Linked DNA regions of Danio rerio: region 1 is linked to region 2. A link is a contact called in public Micro-C data. All regions are on one chromosome and are shown on one strand. The core of a region is the stretch at or near the end of the contact, and the rest is flanking DNA. Distances in the headings are between cores, read along the strand shown. Region 1 holds the start of mkks (MKKS centrosomal shuttling protein). Region 2 holds the start of tasp1 (taspase, threonine aspartase, 1).

What was found. Hi-C and Micro-C count contacts between places; a contact is called where the count stands out from the background.
Region 1: a Micro-C map of caudal fin shows a contact between it and region 2, with 4 times the contacts expected there. The contact joins the promoter of mkks here to the promoter of tasp1 in region 2. A contact is called at or near these places in 2 of 18 Hi-C or Micro-C datasets (caudal fin and an unstated tissue).

What each region holds. Positions count from the first base shown.
Region 1 is chr13:38,928,409-38,934,614 of GRCz12tu, forward strand. It overlaps mkks (MKKS centrosomal shuttling protein), which reads left to right and starts at 3,762. Exons shown (of 5, transcript NM_200165.1): 1 at 3,762-3,822; 2 at 5,190-6,181. The coding sequence starts at 5,197. It overlaps slx4ip (SLX4 interacting protein), which reads right to left and starts at 3,490. Exons shown (of 12, transcript NM_200411.1): 1 at 3,255-3,490; 2 at 3,105-3,164. The coding sequence starts at 3,131.
Region 2 is chr13:38,142,158-38,148,178 of GRCz12tu, forward strand. tasp1 (taspase, threonine aspartase, 1) reads left to right here and starts at 2,021. Exons shown (of 13, transcript NM_001100953.1): 1 at 2,021-2,150. The coding sequence starts at 2,021.

The sequences.
Region 1 (6,206 bases), core at 2,512-5,011, 790 kb after region 2:
ACATATATAACAGTATCATTATGTGCAGACTGGGAGGGTGAAGTTGGTGAGTGGTGCTCTCCCACAATGAAAAACAGAAAGACGGGAGAGATGATGAGTGAGAAAGACAGAAAGAGAGAAATATGCAGCCAAAGTCTGGCACTCAACGCGGATGTGTGTGATCCACAGTCGCGTCCAGAATCTAGAGTTAAAGCCTTCGCTATATGAAACGTCAACAAAGAAAAAGACCCGGGGCTTTTCTAGCGCTTAATAGAAACATCTGACAAGCATTAGTACTGACATTCATTCATCTGGCCTGTGGATGAATAGACAGCACCGGTCCAGCATCTGTGCTGCAGAGACAATCAACTGGATAGATATACATACATGAATACTTTAAAAAAAAAAAAAGAAAAAAAGAAACATCAAACCGTAATGTAATGTAAAACAAAGAAGCTGAGATATATGGAAAACATAATATCTCTAACATTACTATGAAATTTGAGTTAAAAAAAAAAAAAAGCACAGACTGAACATATTATGGGTTTAGAACATGAAAAATTAAGAGCTGTGCTTTTTAAACAACACATTGAATACATACAGACAGCTCAATGCTCTTCTATGAGCTAATAGCCCTCATTCCTAAGACAGCTGCTCCATCTAGAGTTTAAATAATGAAGTACAGTCCGCACTTCTAAACAGATAGTTCACACAAAAATAAAACTCACTCTGGTGTTTTTTAATGCCGTATGCACATCTTCAATCGATTATTTATTGTATATTTCTGCTACTAACAGCTAAAAACTTGTAAAACTGTACATGTCTAAAAAGTAAACTGCATTATTTGGAGTATAAGCATGGATTTGGTCTATTTTAATAGGTAAAATGGAAAAGAATTATGCCCAATTTCAAATGTTACAATACATTAGAAAATTAGTATTTTGGTTTACAGCATTCAAATCTCAGCTTTCCAAATATTTCATTTATTTGTTTTTATTTTTGGGTGAGTTGTTATTGTATTTCATGAAGTTAACTTTCAAAGCTGTGAAATGCCCACATTGGCCCCAATATGATTACTCTTTTCTATCCTGCTTTTATTGAGTCTATTCTATCCTCCGTTCTGGTGGCATGGTTTGGAGGTCTGTCTCTCAAAAACAAGAATAGACTGAGCCAGGATGTTAGGTGGTCTAGCAGGTTGATTGGTGAATCACAGCTAAGTATTGAATCCCTGTATAGTAGGCAGCTTTTACGGAATGCCCAGAACATTATTATTTGTAGCTCTCATCCTCTGTTTGAGGAGTTTAACCTACTCCCTTCGGGTCAAAGGTTTCAGATGCTTTATAGGACAAAATGGTTCAGGAATAGCTTTGTCCCATCATCTATTGTTGCTCTGAATAAATTATAATCTTTTAAAAGGTACTTTGTATGTGTATATGTGGGTATGTATATGTGTGATTTAATTGTTTGTACCAAATGCAAAACTTTGCTGAAAAAAGAATCTACCTACGGGTACTAATAAAGTCAACTCAACTCAACGTTACCAGATTACCCTAATTTGCACCAGTGCTTTTGCACCTTATCATCAATCTGCTTGTTTATGAGCCAAACTGCCGTAGTTTATGCAATTCTTTGATATTATGAAAATTAGGTGATTATTTACCCTGTTTGGTAAATCTGGCCCAAACATTTCAAAGAATTGTCCTAAGCAGCACGTGCATCATATATTAAGTGTTCCCAAGATATATAATAGAGTTTGGTAAAAGAAAATATAATATAATATTTTATATTTTTTCCCGAATTTCTGTTTAATGGAAATAAAAATTTTCTTTCAACACATTTCTAAACATAATAGTTGTAATAACTAATTCCTAATAACTGATTTTTTTTATCTTTACCATCATGCCAGTGAATATTTTACTAAATATTTTCCAAGATACTAGTATTAAGGTTAAAGTGCAATATAAAGGCTTTACTAGGTAAATTAGGTTAATTAAGCAAGTCATTGTATAACAGTGGTTTGTGCTGTAGCCAATCAAAACAAGAGGGCAAATAATTTTGATCCTAAAATGTTAATTTAAAAATAAATAAATAATAAAACTGATTTTATTCTAGCCAAAATAAAACAAATAAGACTTTCTCTAGAAAAAAAAAAAAAATATATATATATATAGGAAATACTTTGACAAATGCCTTGCTCTGTAAAACATAATTTGCCAAATATTTGAAAAGAAGAGTCACAGCAGGGCTATTATTTTTGACAGAACTCCAAACATTAGCTCACCCTGGTCTTTGTAGCTGACTATGTATGCAACTCACCCACACAAAAAAAACACAAGTTTTGAGAAATCAAGACAAATACAACTACGACAAAACAAAATCCACAAACTTTTTTCTCTGAGCTAACTATACCCTCTGTCTCAACTCCAAGTCACAAATCAGAAATACCTGAAGCTTTCAAAAACAGAAAAACTCATTTTTTTCAGAATTTATTATTTATTTTTGTTTCAACGATCTCTTAAGCATTGAATACACTCGTTTCTTTAGGTTTATCATAATTTATTATATGGAAGCCATAATCTTTGGTAAATCACAGTAACGACTTAAAAATTCAAAATCATGATAAACAATTTGTCACCTTAGAATTATAAGGTTCTACCTGACATTTTTGTCCAAATTGAGATATTCATATATTCTTATTAAATGACAACTTATTTACATTATGGGATGTTTTTTTATTATTGTTTACATTTTAAGCCTTTTTATAAAAAATAAAAAAATGTTACACACATACTGTTTGCTATTCAGTGCAAAAACTTTAAAGCTCAATACCTCAAAATCATTCAGAACGCAGACAGAAACTTGGACATAACTCCAAGGTTACGAATTCTAAATTATGATGATATGAAGATAATCATGATCACTGCATAAAGGGTAACAACACATTCATAAAACAATAAGGCTGGCATAACGACATACATTTGTAAACATTCAGACACAAAACGTCAAAATTGTGAAATTACAGCTTCGATTTCATTTGTCTCAACCACTAATTTTACAATTACTGTAAAAATAAAACACAAAAGCAACGAAGATTCTAAGATAAACTGATAAAATGAAAAGTTTACCTTGACCACAAATTTCGAGGGCTCCATCCTGTTCAAATTCAGTCGTTAGATTTCCCCCATCTAGATAAACACAAATACTTTTTATTTATTGCTGATATTTTGAGCATTCAGTGATGAACGTCAAGTCATTAGAGTGAAGCAGCTACTCACGTGTTTGGATTGTGACAGATACAAGTCAAATTCAAAACACAAAGCAGAAGGGCGATTATGCGGCACTCAGACCTGGCTTACAATATACATGGGTTATTTGAATGTAACGTACAATAAATATTTAACATGTTTAATCACAATTTAGTCGAGAATGACAATAAAATAGCCGCAATGAACGAAACTTTAATCTCCCGCCGATGGTTTGAAACATGCCCTGTGTCACGTAAGGACCCCAGCGCTACCAGTTGTCATAGAGACGTAGCCGGATGTAGGAAGCTATATTTTTGCCAGACAGCGGTGATTGCTATTTTACGTAAATTGTGAAATATCCTGAACGATATATCTCAGCTTACATAAAAGGACACAAAACATGAATAGCGCTTGCTGTTCATAATTTAACCATTAATTTATCCATTTATTTTGTAAAACACTTTTTAACTGGCATAGTTTAGTTACTCTATGAGATCATGTGCAGCACATAAACACCATCTGCCTGGTTTGTGCGGTACGGTTTAATGTTCCTTTGGCTGTTCTTTCTTCAGTTAGTTAAGATATAAGCTGAATTTTGGTATGTATGACGCTAAATATGCGCGTTTTATAAGCTATTAGGTTTGTTATTAGTTGTTATATGAAAGAAGATATTGCTATTAAGTAAAAGATAAGTGTAGTAACGCTATGTTATAATGAGTGGTTAAAGTACAATACTTTGTAGACTACAAATAAAATGTACTGACCTCATAATAAATAACCACATAACACTATCTGAATTATTATAACCAAAGACTTTAAAAGATACTTTGTTATAACGTAACTATTTAGCCGTTTATAATATTTATAATATTAATATTTTGGAACTTTGTTTTTTTAAACAAAACCATATTTATATCAGCAACATCTCGTGAGCAAATTAAAGTCGTAAATATTTTCAACGTTACCATGATTTTACCATGTTATTACTACATATATGACCTTTTGTTAACTTATAAACAAGTTGCTAACTATAAACAGATGCAAAATAAATTTTGATAAGAATCAAATTGCCTTAGTGTATTATAAATTATTTAATATGTTAATGTAAATATTGAAATAGTATAATTTAATATCTCATCAAAAATAATCACTTAATATTTCATATGTAAGATTTTTTTTTTAAAATGCACATATATTCCAATGAAATAAATAGATAATAACTAAAGATTGCTCAAAAACTGTCATAATGTATGAAACATAAATAATTATTTAGATGAAAAATTGCAAAAATGAATTCCCTCACTGAAAACAATGCATTTTTAGACATTTTTATTTATCTGGTTCAGGTTAAATGGTTCCAATTGTGTTATGATTGTTAAATATTGTTTTGTCATTTAAAATAACTAGTGAATGGCAACAGTCATAGGACGTTATATATACAGTTACCTATAGGTTGGGCCAGACAGAATTTGCGGACATTTTTAGCTATTTCTGCACAGAAAATGTTTAAATTTAAAAGATTTTGGGAGTATCATTACTGAAACTTGATATATGAAATAAAAAATAATACCTTTTAAACTTTTATTTAATGTATACAACGCAAATCCAATTAGATCCACTTAATTAGTAAAATAAAGCGAGTACAATACAATACAATACAATACAAACTGTATTGTAAATTAATCATAAGAACATTTTCATATTAGTCAATAATATTACTTTAAATTCATTAACATTAATTTAAATACTGAATAAATATAAATTTACACACTTTTACTCAAGTAAATATATAGACGCAACCATGGGCTAAAAATCTGCGTGCACAGATTCTGTGTGGGCCTACCTATAGGTATTCATATACCAGTTTAATCAATACTTAACCTTTTCTATAATACTATATACATACCATCTATTCTTGTCAAAGTAACTGACCTACATTGATTTAGCCAATTTTTTCAAATTAAGCCACAGCATGTCTCGCATTAGTAAGAAGAAGCCAGCATTATGCACAGACGAACCTCTTTCCAACAGTACCATCTGCCAAAAGATCACTCTATTAAGAAACATACTCAGCACAGCCTATGGACCTACCGGCAGACTGAAACAAATACACAACAACGTTGGGGGCCACGTCTTGACAACTTCAACCTCAACAGCGCTTCTCAAACGACTAGAAATGTCTGAGCCGCTTCTCAAACTGATCTCAACTGCTCTTCAACATCACACCACACGTTACAGTGACTCAGGGCTGTTTATGGGGATTTTTACACTCACACTTATTGAAAACACCAAAAAATATGGGCTTAGGACATCCACGGCAATCAAAGTGTACAAACACCTTGTGGAACAATGTAATGTGTATCTTAAAGGAGACTCTTGTGGCTGTAAGGTGCCAGTGGAGTTTAGCAGCTGTGATTCTCTTGTTGCATTGGCGCACAGCATGATCACCAGCAAACCAGCCTGCATGTTGGACAGCAGAGAGACGCAGCAGATCAGTTCATTGATCACACAGGCTTTTCTGTACTCCATCCCTTGCAACTCTTCTGGTACAGCCTGCTTTGGAAGAACGGTCACTATTGGCATTGAGGGTCAATCTGTGAACCATTCTTCAGTTTTTCCTGGACTGCTGCTGGATGTTCCTGAGATGCTCCTGCCTGGAGATCTCGAAAGACTGGGAGATGGTCCGTTTAAGGTGGTGCTTTTTGGTGTGTCACTGTCGGGGGATATTTCTGAGGTTGGCGATGTTGCTTTGGAGGTCCACAGAGGATTGAACCCCGAACGAGATCTCCTTCAGCAGCTCTTGAAGATTGGGGAACAGGTTGTAAAGGATAAAGTGAGTTTATTCGCATGCCAAAAAGTGGTACATCCAGTTCTTCAGCACTACCTGAGAGAGCATGAAGTGGTCGTGATCGAAAGGCTCGGACTCGCTCTGATGGAGCCGTTTGCCAAGATAACAGGTAAATATTTAGTTCAGGGCTTCAT
Region 2 (6,021 bases), core at 771-3,270:
AATGCCTCTTATGTCCCAGACAAATTAGCTACAATTTTGGTGGGCCTATTTGGGTAAATATGCGATGTTCATGCCAATGTTTAATCTAAATGTGACCATAAAATGGCCCATGAGGTAAATAGTGAATATGGCTCAAAAAGTGCCAACCACTTGCAGGCTACTTTTGGCAAAAATTTTGGCACATACAAAGGATAATCAGGGCAAAAATGAATATGGTCTAATTATATTAAAAAATTATATATGAAAAGAAGGCCTTTGCAGCTGCAGTACTATGCATGACTGTGCATGATAAATTACAGTACTGTGTGTGAAGAAACATCCCAGAAAGCATACAAATGTGGGCCACTTTAGGCAGTTATGTGGCACTGGTGTTATTCCTTCAGCCGAGACCAAATGAATGTGAACCTGAAGTAGCCCACCTGTTCAATGGCAAAGGGGGGCCAAAGATTCAAATTCATATTTGGGCCATTTAAGGCAAAGATTTGGCACAGTAAGCTCTGCCTATTACGACTGTGAACCTATTGTGGCCCAGAAAAAAATATGGCAAATGTGGCCCAGGTTTTTTAAAACATATGTGTAACACTTTTGGCAAATATTCAGCACAGTAAACTCTGGCTAATGCAACCGTTAGCTTATAGTGGCCCAGGGAAGATATGGAAAATGAGGCCCAGTTATCCTAAAACATATGTGGGCCACTTCTGGTGAATATTCGGCATAGTAAGCTATGGCTATTGTGGATCTGAGCCTATAGTGGCCCAGAGAAGATATGGCAAATGGGGCCCAGTTATCCTAAAACAAATGTGGGCCACTTTTAGCAAATATTTGGCACAGTTAGCTCTGGGTGCTTGTGGCTTGAATCAGGAAATGATATCAAAGTATTGATACAGTAATAATATGCACTGCTTGGGTGACACTCAAGAGGAACAGTCAATAATACTAGAAGACACTATTGTGAGGTAATTAAAGGGATAGTTCACCAAAAACTGAAAATTCTGTCATTTACCAACCGTTCAATAGTAGGAAAAAACTCCCAAGGTTTGGAATCAATCGAGGGAGAGTAAATCATGAGTACATTTTCATTTTTTGAGTGAACTATTGCTTTAAGTCAGGGGTGCCCAAACTCGGTCCTGGGGGGCTTGTGTCCTGCATATTTTAGTTCCAACCCCAATTAAACACCTGAACCAGCTAATCAAGCTCTTCCTAGGTATACAAAAACTTTCAGGCAGGTGTGTTGAAGGAAGTTGAAGCTAAACTATGCAGAACACCGGCCCTCATGGGCACCCAGCTTAAGGTGATCTAACTCATTTTGCAATATAATTATATCAGCTTGCATACATAAACAGATGTTTGAATTTTCTTAGCTTTAATGTATTGAATGTCCAACAGTGCCACGTGGAGATGTCTTCTTTTTTTCTCATGATGATTCTATGTAAAACTGCTGTTGTCATGATTCGCAGTACAGTGCTCCGCCGCTTGAGGCCGCTGCTGCAACCACATGGTCACATGTGTCTGTGAACCAGGAAGTGTTTTGGTGTGACGCGAGCACATGCGCCGCTTATCGAATCATCACATTACATCCCATCACATCGCAATCATGCAGAAAACACACAACTACACTCATAATTTAGTGCAATCTGTATGTGTGTGTTATCAGTAGGGATGCTGTGCCATGCGTATGACTGGAAATGTGCGCTCTTCTGTTGTTATGCACCTGAAGTCTTCACGCGAGTAAGTTTTCCTTGTTTTCATTCTGTCTTGTGGGATTGAAATGAGTAGTTGATGTATTTGTAATAAAGTCTTATAAGATGCTTGATTTCATGTGTTCATCGACACGTTGTTATTTGAGGGATGCATCAATGTTCTTAATGTCAAAATGTGTGTCATTTTAATGGCTTTCATACAAACTGGCATAATGATATATTAATAGTGATATATTCTCTTTGCTTTCAGGACTTGCAGAACTGTGTTGGAGTTATGAGTGAATGATGGGTCAAAATGCAAGCTACACTCAATACGGGTCATGGAAAATCTAGAAAACTCGTCAGATTCCAAGGAGACTGTGTCTCCACTAAACAATTCAGGGTTTAAACTGAACAGCACCATCTCTCATCGTGATGGCAAAAATATGGGATTTGTGCTGGTGCATGCAGGTGAATATGTTTTTTTTATGGAATTTGTTTACACAAGACATTTCTGCAAGAGATGTTTTGCCACAGATTTAGCTATTATGTGTTACAAAAGTGATTTAATTTAAAGTAGTGATGGGAAGTTCGGATCATTTTACTGACTTGGATCTTTGAGTCTCGTTCATCAAGATGAACGAAAACTTTTTTCAAATCATTTCGTTCATTTGGTTCAATTTGCCAAAATATTATTAAAATGTTATGAATTGCTTCCAAACACATCAACAACTAGCCCAAAAGGTTGATTGCACGACAAATAACGTTAAGTCATAAGTAGAATATAACAAGGAGAAAATAATAATTCAATGTTTACCTGCTCTTTTGTCTATGAAGGCATTTTTGTCTCTTTGCTCAGCTCACCTCTTCATGTCTTCAAATGTCAGGGGTTCATTTTCGTTACACTGACAGTCACATATAATCTTAATCAATGCACAGTCTAAGCCGATAGGTTTCGGGATCGTTTGTTCATCACGTGACAGAATGACTCAAACCCGAGGACTCGAGAGATGAACGGTGCAATTCTTTTTCCGGCTCTAAACGCATATGATTGGCCCGTGATGAACGAGTGACTCAGACCCGGAAGAGGCCTCAAGAGATGAACGGACCAAACTTTTTACGGCTCTAAACGCATATGATTGGCTCGTGATGAACGAGTGACTCAGACCCGATAGAGGACTCGAGAGGTGAGCGGATCAAGTCTTTTTCCGGCTCTAAACGCATATGATTGGCTTCTGCCAATGTGATGAAGACTTGAAATTAAAGATACTACCTGCACAAATGTGCACACGCGCGGATGAACAAATCACTTCCTGAGAAGACTCGTTGTTCCCCAGTCATGTCAGTCATCAAAAAGAACGAATCGTTCATGAACGACCCATCACTAATTTAAAGCAGAAGTTAAGCAAAAGTAAAAACTTATTGTTATTTTATGCAAACTTAGTCAGGCTATCCAATATTGACTTTTTTTCGTCAGTAGAACAATAAAGACTTTTTGTTTTTAGCTGAAAATTTGGTACTTGGTAATTCATAAAAGTACTGTCAATGTCTAATGGGCCATTAAGAGTCAAGAAGTGGTGAGATTACATTTGTACCCACTGATACATCACTATGTGACAGGAAACTTGCACTAAAGAATATTTTGAATGGGTTCATGACAATTTGCTGAAGTTGTGGATTAAACCAAGTGCAGTTTTAAATTAGTGCTGGGCACAAATGGATCCCGATTAATCGCACCCAAAATAAAAGTTTGTTTTGACATAATATATATGTGTGTACAGCTGTATGAAATCTAAAGGTTTACATTTTTAATGACCTGTTTCTAAATGGTCTGTCTCTAAAAGTAAAAGACCAACCCCCATTGCTGCGCCTGTGTGTGTGTAATGTGTATATTTATTATATATATTTATGTATATTTATTATGTATATATAAATACATGCATGCATATATTTAAGTAAATGTTTATTTACATTTGGATATAAAATATATATGTATATGATACAAATTATATATACATTTAAATATTTTTGTAACAAAAAACTTTTTTATAGTTTTGTTCTTATGTGTGTGTATCACATTTACATGATAAATATAACACACACATATTATGTCAAAACAATAAGGGTTTTTCGATGCACCGCGATGCAGACGTGGACAATTCAGTATCGGTTCAGTAATAGATCTTAACTGGTTATTACGTACTGATGTCATTTATCTCATATGTGTTATAGGGCGGTTGAATACTATGGTGAGGGAGATGAGCGCGAGTAAATAAAACACAGAAACTCTGCTCAATTCACTGCGTGTGTTTGCTCTACAGTCATTCAGTGACACTGAAGTTACAGCAGAAGCCCCTATTTTACTGCTTTGGAGAAAATGAAAGTAAACTCCATTTCTCTCTCACACACTCATGGCGGTCAATCTCCTCTCGGCTGTCATACTGAGTGTCCGCTAAGTCTTAAAAAGTTTTAAAAGTTGATAAAACAATTTACAGTAATGTAAGGCCCTTAAAAAGTAATAAAAAGTCTTCAATGCTATCTTACAAGGTAATCAATTTTGTATAATTTTTGATTATGCAATGTATAGTTGTATGCTACAGTTTGCCAATATCGGGATGCTGTGTGGTTTATAAAATCGATGAAATCCTGCTAGGTTTGACAACTTGATTCTTTGTTTACTGCAATTACTGAGGCAACACAATTATTCTTGATTTAGTTCAGGATTAGTTTCTTTCAATCAGTATTTAGTGAAATTTGAAATGTCACCAATGTTTCTGGTCGAAACCTAAACTGGTGAATAGAGTCTTAAAAAGGTTTGAAAAGATATTGGATTTTACTTTCTGAATCCTGTATATACCCTGTTATAGCAATACTTGTGGGTCTAATCCAGATGCAAGTGTGTCTGCAAAGCCCCTTTTCTCCACTGCGACTATGATGGATCAGCTGTGATCGCTGCTGCCATTTATCAGTGTCACTTAGTGCCAGAGCATTAGAGCCAATCGCAGCCCTTTCTGTTGAGCGTGTGACTAATCATAGGTGTTTAACAACTCACTCGACAATGCTCAAAAAGCAAGTGGGATAATATTTGCATATGTTTATTTGCTTTAAATCAGGGGTCACCAATCTCAGTCCTGGAGGACAGTTGTCCCTGCAGGGTTTAGCTTCAACTTGCCACAACACACCTGCCTGGATGTTTCAAGTACACCTTGTAAGACCTTGATTAGTTTGTTCAGGTGTGTTTGATAAGGGTTGGAGCTAAAATCTGCAGGACACCGGCCCTCCAGGAACAAGTTTGGTGATCCCTGATTTAAATGTTCATGTTTTTCTGTGCATGTACTTTAGTTTTGTTTGATGCATTCAAAATGAGTGTTTTCTTTGAGCAGGTCCACATAAAGTTCAGTTCATATATCTGACTGCTTGTATTAAAGGACAAGATTGTATTACAAATATATATATATATATAAATAATATAAACATTTTAATACAAGAATTGCAGTGAAGTAAAAAAAATAAAATTGTGTATGGAAAGCATCGTCGTTGCACTGAGATGTCATATTGAACTGAATTGATGGCGTGATAAACAAAACAAACTTTTATTTTGAATGTGATGAATCTTTGCCCAGCACTAAATAAAATAAATGAATAGTAAAGTTTCTTACTGGCGACATGGTGGCGCTGTAGGTAGTGCTCTCGCCTCACAGCATGAAGGTTGCTGGTTCGAGCCTCGGCTGGGTCAGTTGGCATTTCTGTGTAGAGTTTGCATGTTCTCCCCGCGTTCGCGTGGGTTTCCTCTGGGTGGGATTATTAATCACTTTTTTTCATAAGATCTCAGTGTATCATCAGGAGCCACAATAATTAATTTTGTTCTACCTCTATATAATTTTTGACTCAAAACACTGATAGCTAGCTATCATCAATGACTAATGATTTTAGCTAAAACTCTCTAATGTTCTACTGAATAAAAAAATTGTTTCCTACATTCTGGATGGCTTGAGTGTGAGTAAATTAACAGCAAAGTAATTTTTGTGTGGACTAGCTCTATAAATTGATGGTTTTATGTGCAGAATGTGACACATGGGTCATTCATAAGTAAGAAAAAGGAAATGTTTACAAGCTTTCAAGTTATTCCAAACCATTTTGTTATTATTTTTTGTCCCTGAAACACAATAGGGAAAGGTTTTATACTGTATAAACATGACAAAAAAAGTTTGTGTTACTTTTTCGCTGTGATTCAAGTCCTCTGAAACCATACAAACAGGCTGTAATTTAAGTGATAATGTTTCACTTCCATGATGTTTTTATTCTCCGTTCTGCATATTCCGCCCAGCATGCCATATTTGCA